Regions from separate parts of the Mus musculus genome. Here region 1 is linked to region 2. A link is a contact called in public Hi-C data. All regions are on one chromosome and are shown on one strand. Each heading gives the region's core, a stretch centred on a gene start, on an enhancer-like site or on the middle of the called end of the contact. The rest is flanking DNA. Distances are from core to core; before and after follow the strand shown.

Region 1 (3,322 bases), core at 805-3,304, 38 kb before region 2:
TAAAGTCTCAGTTTCCGTAAACCTGTAATTCAATTAATAAACATATGGATGTAAAAAAAAAAACATCATGAGATCATTATCTAGCAAAAAAGAAAAAAAAAGCAAAACGAAAAAGAAACTCTCTTGAAATATAACGAGCAGTGCTACATCATGCTGGCGAGACCACAGTGAAAGCCAATGTGTTTATGCATTGCTGATGACTGTGCAAAATTCTTTTGGAGAACAATCTGGCAAACTTCATCTTGAGCCTTACAAAGTGTTCACATTGCTCATAAACTATTCTCCCTCCTGGGGGTTACCCCTGCAAAAAAAAAAAATTCAAAAGAGCAGAGATGCATAGTGGGGGGTGTGGTGGGAGTCATCCGTCGCTCATCTGCAGTTTGTGAAGACCTGGATAGTCATGAATGGGCAATTAAGAAAAATTAAATCCTAACACACTAAGTAGAGGGACTCTGCTAAAGCCCTCAATATGAGAACCCTGAAGGCTCTTACATAATACCATGGAAAGGCACGAGCGGCGCTAGTAAGCAAATGCACACGAGCACAGGATGAAACAGAAGCTGTTGCTCTTGAAAGTCACCGATCCAAAGCACAGGATGCTGAGTGGGTTCTCACGGACCCAGGTGGTGCTGATATGTTTGAGCTGTAGAGGGAATTTGACCTAATCACCTACTGACCAAAGCTCAACTGTTGAAGTCCCAGAGCCCAGCACTGTAGACCTCATATTCAGAGAAAGCCTTGAGGGAAGTGAAAAAGGTTAAGGGGGAGTGAAAGAGTTTCCTAATCCACACACATGTGCCTACACACATGCAAAGATGCATACACATAGCATACATGCCACACACCATACATACCATATCCCCCTCTCTTATCTTACACATATACATCACACATACCACACACACAAACACATACCATATATACCACACATACCACAAATACCATACCCCATCACATACACACACTACATACATATCACACCATACACACATATCACACCACACATTCACACCACACACCATACACACAAACACACACACACACACATATACACCACACACACCACATATCCCATGTCCCCCATCATATACACACCACACACATTCCACACACCACATGCACACATACTACACCATGCATGACACACACGTGAACAGTGGGGGAAATGGATAGCAGAAACTCTAGCAGACTAGTTTACACTCTCATTGACATCAGTATTTGTTAGAACTCAGAAGCAACCTCACATGCCAGCCTACATTTGATGGGCCTTGAATACTTTCAGAAAAATCACAAACAGGACAGATTCCCACCTGCAGGAGGTACCCCATGTAGTCACAAGAAGTAGATGGAAAGGTCAGGGACTAGCAGGAGTGAGATGGGGTGAATGCTTGATGAACACAGTTCCCCCTTGAATTGCTGAAAAGGGTTCTGGAGCTACAGCTGGTGGCTTGGTCACACAGCAATATGGTTACACGCAATGTCATTAAACCATGCACTTAAATAATTGGGTGTGGTGACACATGCCTTTGATCCCAGAACTTATGAGGCAGAGGCAGGCAGATCTGTGAGTTCAAGACCAGCCTCATTTACATAATGAGTTCCAGGCCAAGCAGACCAACACAGAGAGACCCTGTTTCAGCAAAAAAAAGAAAGAAAGGGGGGGGGGGTAAGAAAGAAAAGAAGAAGAAAGAGAGAGAGAGAGAAAGAAAGAAAGAACGAACGAACGAAAGAAAGAGGGAGGGAGGGAGGGAAGGAAGAAAGAGAAAGAAAGAGAGAGGGAAAGAAAGGAAAGAAAAAGGAAAGAAAGAAGAAAGGAAAGGAAAGAAATCTGCACACTTAAAATGGTTATGAGGGTAGATTTTCTGCCACGCATTTTCCCACAATGAAATGATTCCAAAGGGTAATTTAAGAGGGGTGTTGAGTAGGGTGGAGGGTGGGAAGATGGACTGAGTTTCAGTCTGGTTCTTGAGATTCAACCCCAGGGATGATGGAGGCAACTTGAGGGAGAGTCTGGCTAGAGTCAGGCAAGTTCTCCAGGCAAGCGATTACTCAGTGTCCGCCCGGTCCCACCCAAGTCCACATGATGGATGGGCCAGCTGGGAGGGACCCCATGAAGGCCCAGCTCAGCTTTCACAATTGAAATTTGGGGACCTGGCTCTGAGCCCATCAGCTAGAGTCTTCATTCTTCATCTCCTCTTATCCTTTCTTCCATCAAATAAAGAGGTAGTGGGTCTGGGTTGGGCTTGTTCTACGAGCTTGTCCAAAGGCTAGGCTAGCCCCTCTGCCCAGTAAGTACCACAAGCTTGGGCTTTGTGTAGTTGGGGACTTCCTCAAAACTACCCCTTCCCATGGGCTTTGGTGTGTGTGGAGGTAACATTTCCAAGCCCCTCTCCTAGGAAGAAAAACAAACAGCTGAGAGCAGGCATCTCCAGCTGCTGCACACGCACCAAAGCCAAGAGGGGGAAAAAGTTATCCCAGCCCCAGATGTCTAGTTAAATGGGAAGCAACAGGCAATGGGAGGGAATGGGAACATTTCCATAAAGCCGTTTTATCAAGGAAATTTGAAAGGCCATCCCTGAGAGCTTGTGTGTTTTGCTTCGCAGCTTCACTGTGGTACTGTGATACCTCTGCACATCTGTGTATGAGCAAGTGCCATAAAACAGACCTCATAAAAACCTACATGCCCAGCTGTATGCACAGGGCCCAAATGAAGGGAACAGAGAATTGGCTTGGTGCTTGCTTCTATGCGGGAAAATCACCCCCATGTCAATCACTTCTGGCTGAGTCATCCCCACCCCAAGTCCCATACTTATTAAGAATCCAGTAAGACCTGAGGTCTGGCTTGATATAATCACGTGTGGGCAGAGCTCTGCCTGGCCCAGGTTTTTAGGTTCAATTGGTCTACATTGCTTTTGTGGAGGCCAGGAATAAATCATGACTGGACAACGGGAGCTTGTAGGACAGGCTTTGAGCTAGGAACAGGGTGAACCCCAGCCCCTTTCCCAACCGCTAGAGCCATTTAAATCGGTTGAACCCTTGTGCACCTAATTTTGTTATTGTTGGTGGTGATGTGTGTGTATATGTGTGTGATAGGCAGGTATGTATGGTTGTATGTGCCTGTAAAGGCTAGAAGTCATGTCAAGTGTCTCCCTGTATTATTTTCCACCTCAGTTTTTGAGACAGGGTCTCTGGCTGAACTTGGAGCTCACTTAATGGCTGTATGTCAGTGAACCTTCCACATCCTCCTGTCCCTCTGTCCTCATCACAGGGGTTACAAGGACATCCTGTCACATCTAGGCTTTCATGTGGGTGCTGAGGAGCT
Region 2 (3,151 bases), core at 142-2,641:
TTTGGGAAGGTGTTCTACTTTGCTGACCTGTGATGTGAAGTCCACTCTGCGGAACACCTCCCTGGGAAGGGGGAAGCGAAGAGGACACAGTGAGCATCATGTGAGCTGATACAGGAGCGAGGACCTTTCAAAGCCATGCAAGACAGGGGACAGTCAAAGACTGTAAAATTCTTTCTTCCTCAGCAGATGGGGATCTCAGAGTCCTGAGGACTCCCCATTGCTCAAAAAGTCCCAGAAATGAAGTTGTGTGGGGGTTCCCTTCACAAAAAAGCAACCTCAAAAGTGGCTTAAGACTGAGGTTTGAACCCTGGTTCTGGAAGTTTCTCTGGGAGCACCAAAAGGGCTAAACTCCTGCTGAGGCAGGGAGCTAGATCAGGGGCCTCACTTGCGACTCTGAATCTTTTTCCGTGGACTCTGGTCTCTCACTTGGCAGGGCTTACAGCTTCTCTTTGGACTGCCTGGGTTCTAAAACTCATTTAAACCAAATAAAGTCACTGCAAATTTGGCCCCCAAGAAAAAGTTACTAGATAGGTCTTAAACCTGTTATTTTTCTAACTGGATTCATCAGTTCACCGGGTCCCAACTCACAGTTAGAGAGGCCCAGATGCTTCACTAATAACCTCCTGCTTCATTTGTCCCACCCTGGTGTGTTTACACACATACACATGCCCACGCACAATGCATGCACATGCACCCATGCATGCACCCACACATGCGCCCATGCGCACTGCATACTGTGCACATGCATTTACTCCCTGAATAGGCTCTGGAGCTGTGACATAAGACAGCCAGAGATGCCACTGAAGCCATAGCATCCCTCTGGCATCTGGATGCGGGCTCACACACTACAGCTCTAGTAACTGAGTCCTGGGGCCCCTGTGTGTCTACAGGCTCAGATCCCTCGTACCCTCCCACCTGGAGGCCTGCAACTCCAGGTCCTCTGTCAGCAGGACTTCCCAACTCTCAGCTTCACCAGCACACCGCTTCCTCCATCTGCCCTTGGGACACCATTACCCCAAGCTTCTAGGTCAAAATGTCAAAACTCACCTGTATGCCCCGTGCTGAGGCTGGGCCCTGTCCCTTCAGTTCCCAGCGATTGCCATGGTAGCCAGAGAGCTGACTGCTGCCCCACGAAGACCCAGAAAGTCCCTTGAAGCTTGTACCCACAGCCAGCCAAATCCAGATGGAGTCATATAGAAAGAGTCTTCAGGGTCACCTAGTGATTTAGGCCAGGGCCACAGAGTCACTTCTATGGGAGGATCCGTTCAACAAAGTGGCTGAATAACAGGTCTGCACGTGGGACTCCTTGTCTTGGTGCAGCGTCGGTCAGCCTCAGAAAGCGATCCGGAGATATTCTGTGGAGTCACCCACAGCTCTGCTAGGTACTGACTGGGTGGGAGGTGCTCCAACCTCCAGTCTTTATTTAAAAAAAAAAAAAAGTTCTAAAAGCAACTTCTAGAGGGAGTTTGGACTACGCCTGCCCCCTTGTGGCCATCCTCAGACTTACAACTCTCTGCACAGCATTCCAGCCCTTGGCTTTGGGACTCAGTGATTGTGTTAAAGGCCTTGCTCAAAATACTTTTTGGACAGCTTCTGAGAAAATGGCGGCTAGACCTGGTTTGTGACACACCCAAGGAAGCAAGTCTTGTAAAATTTATTGTAGCACGGAACTGGCGTTTCTCAATTCATTCAGCAAATTTGGCATTTCCTGAAGTTACATCCACTCCCAAAGGACTTGGACAATTCACACACTGGTGCTATTTAGAATAAAGTCTGGGGTGGGGGTGGTGGGCTCTGAAAGAACTTCCGAAGTCAAGATCAACACAATTCAGTAACAATGCCAGTGTCTGTGGAGCACAAAGACTGCATGAGGCACGAGAGAACGGGCCTGGGAGAAGCCCTCTGGTTGGAAGTCTGACTGGACCTCAAAGGACTGGAAACCTCAACACAAACAATTACCTTGTTTTTTTTTTTTTTAAAAAGGAGATACACTAGGGTGGGCGATAGTGGAATCCACAGGACCCTGACCTCTCAAGCAGGACCCGAGCTCGATCCCCAGCCCCCACATAAAAAAAGATGGCGTGGTGGCACACACTGTGACTCCAGTGCTGGGGAGCTGTGGACAGGACGATTGCTGGGCTCACTGGCTGGAAAGCTAGCTTGTTTGGTGAGTTCCAGACCAGCAAGGGAACTCTGTATTAAAAACCCTCAATATAGAACGACATCAGAATTTGACTTCAGTCCCCTCCCCCCATACACTTGTACACATGTACACACATACAGATACACACAATAAAATTAAACACAAATTGGAAGGATTAAAAAGAGATTCAAGCAGGTGTTAAAGAAGCAATGAATTCAGATGAGAACAGTGGGAAGAGAAAGACTATCAGAGAGACATACCCTCCCTCCCTCCCTCCCCCAAGAACCCAGTGTGAGCCACAACTAGATAGATCAGATGATGGGTCTGGACCGAAGTGTGCAGAAGCTAGCATTCATAAATAAGTTCCTGTTTGTTGGCTAAACACAAGAACAGGGTTTCAAGGTCAGATTTCTAACAGGAGAGTCTGCCAAACTCAACTCTGCCCACCCCACAGTACAGCTGCCAACCCTCAGCTGACTACTTAGAAGAGCTTTAGTCATCTTCAGGGACCACCCTCCTAACTGTGCCCAGAGGCAGCTTCTGCAGGACACTGCTTTACAGGAAGAAAAAAGCAGTCTTGTATAAGGAGGAGTAAGAGGAAGAGAAGGAGGAAGAGAAGAAAGGGGCACTTTATGATATTATTTACTATACATGCAGATAATGCATGCACTACTTCAAATATTTTTCGAATACCTATATACTTGTTTCTTGATATCCTCCTGAGGTTGGTTTCAGGACCCTTTCATGGACGCCAAAACCTCAGGCATTTAGATGCTCAGCATAAAACATCAAGGTGTTTGCATCTTTATGGCCCTGCACAGCGTCCAGTCTACTCTAAACCATCTCCAGGTTATGTAGTCTACCCAACACAATGTAAATGTTATTGTGAACAGCTATCATACTGTAGAATTTTGAGAACTAGGGTAAGGATACATTTTATTATTCAGTACAAACCCCGATTACTTAAAAAAATAGTTTTGATCTATAGTCAGCTTCGCTCTGCAGATT

Evidence for each region. Hi-C and Micro-C count contacts between places; a contact is called where the count stands out from the background.
Region 1: a contact with region 2 is called in a Hi-C map of uterus, with 2.5 times the contacts expected there. The contact joins the enhancer-like site here to the promoter of Scara5 in region 2. A contact is called at or near these places in 2 of 39 promoter capture datasets (embryonic stem cells and epiblast stem cells), 7 of 484 Hi-C or Micro-C datasets (embryonic fibroblasts, liver, neural progenitor cells and 1 more), 2 of 115 datasets of contacts at active chromatin or transcription factors (embryonic fibroblasts and embryonic stem cells) and 3 of 9 other capture datasets (adipose tissue, liver and pancreatic islet).

What each region holds. Positions count from the first base shown.
Region 1 is chr14:65,703,238-65,706,559 of GRCm38.p6, reverse strand. The region is part of intron 3 of Scara5 (scavenger receptor class A, member 5); the gene reads right to left. Among named protein-coding and RNA genes, the nearest start is that of Scara5, 38 kb to the right of the region's middle. Within about 2 kb of position 2,054, at least 19 of the 459 cell types and tissues checked have an H3K27ac peak or open chromatin away from gene starts, as enhancers often do. A contact at or near this core is called in adipose tissue and uterus, where this site is marked.
Region 2 is chr14:65,664,643-65,667,793 of GRCm38.p6, reverse strand. It overlaps Scara5 (scavenger receptor class A, member 5), which reads right to left and starts at 1,391. Exons shown (of 9, transcript NM_028903.2): 1 at 1,048-1,391.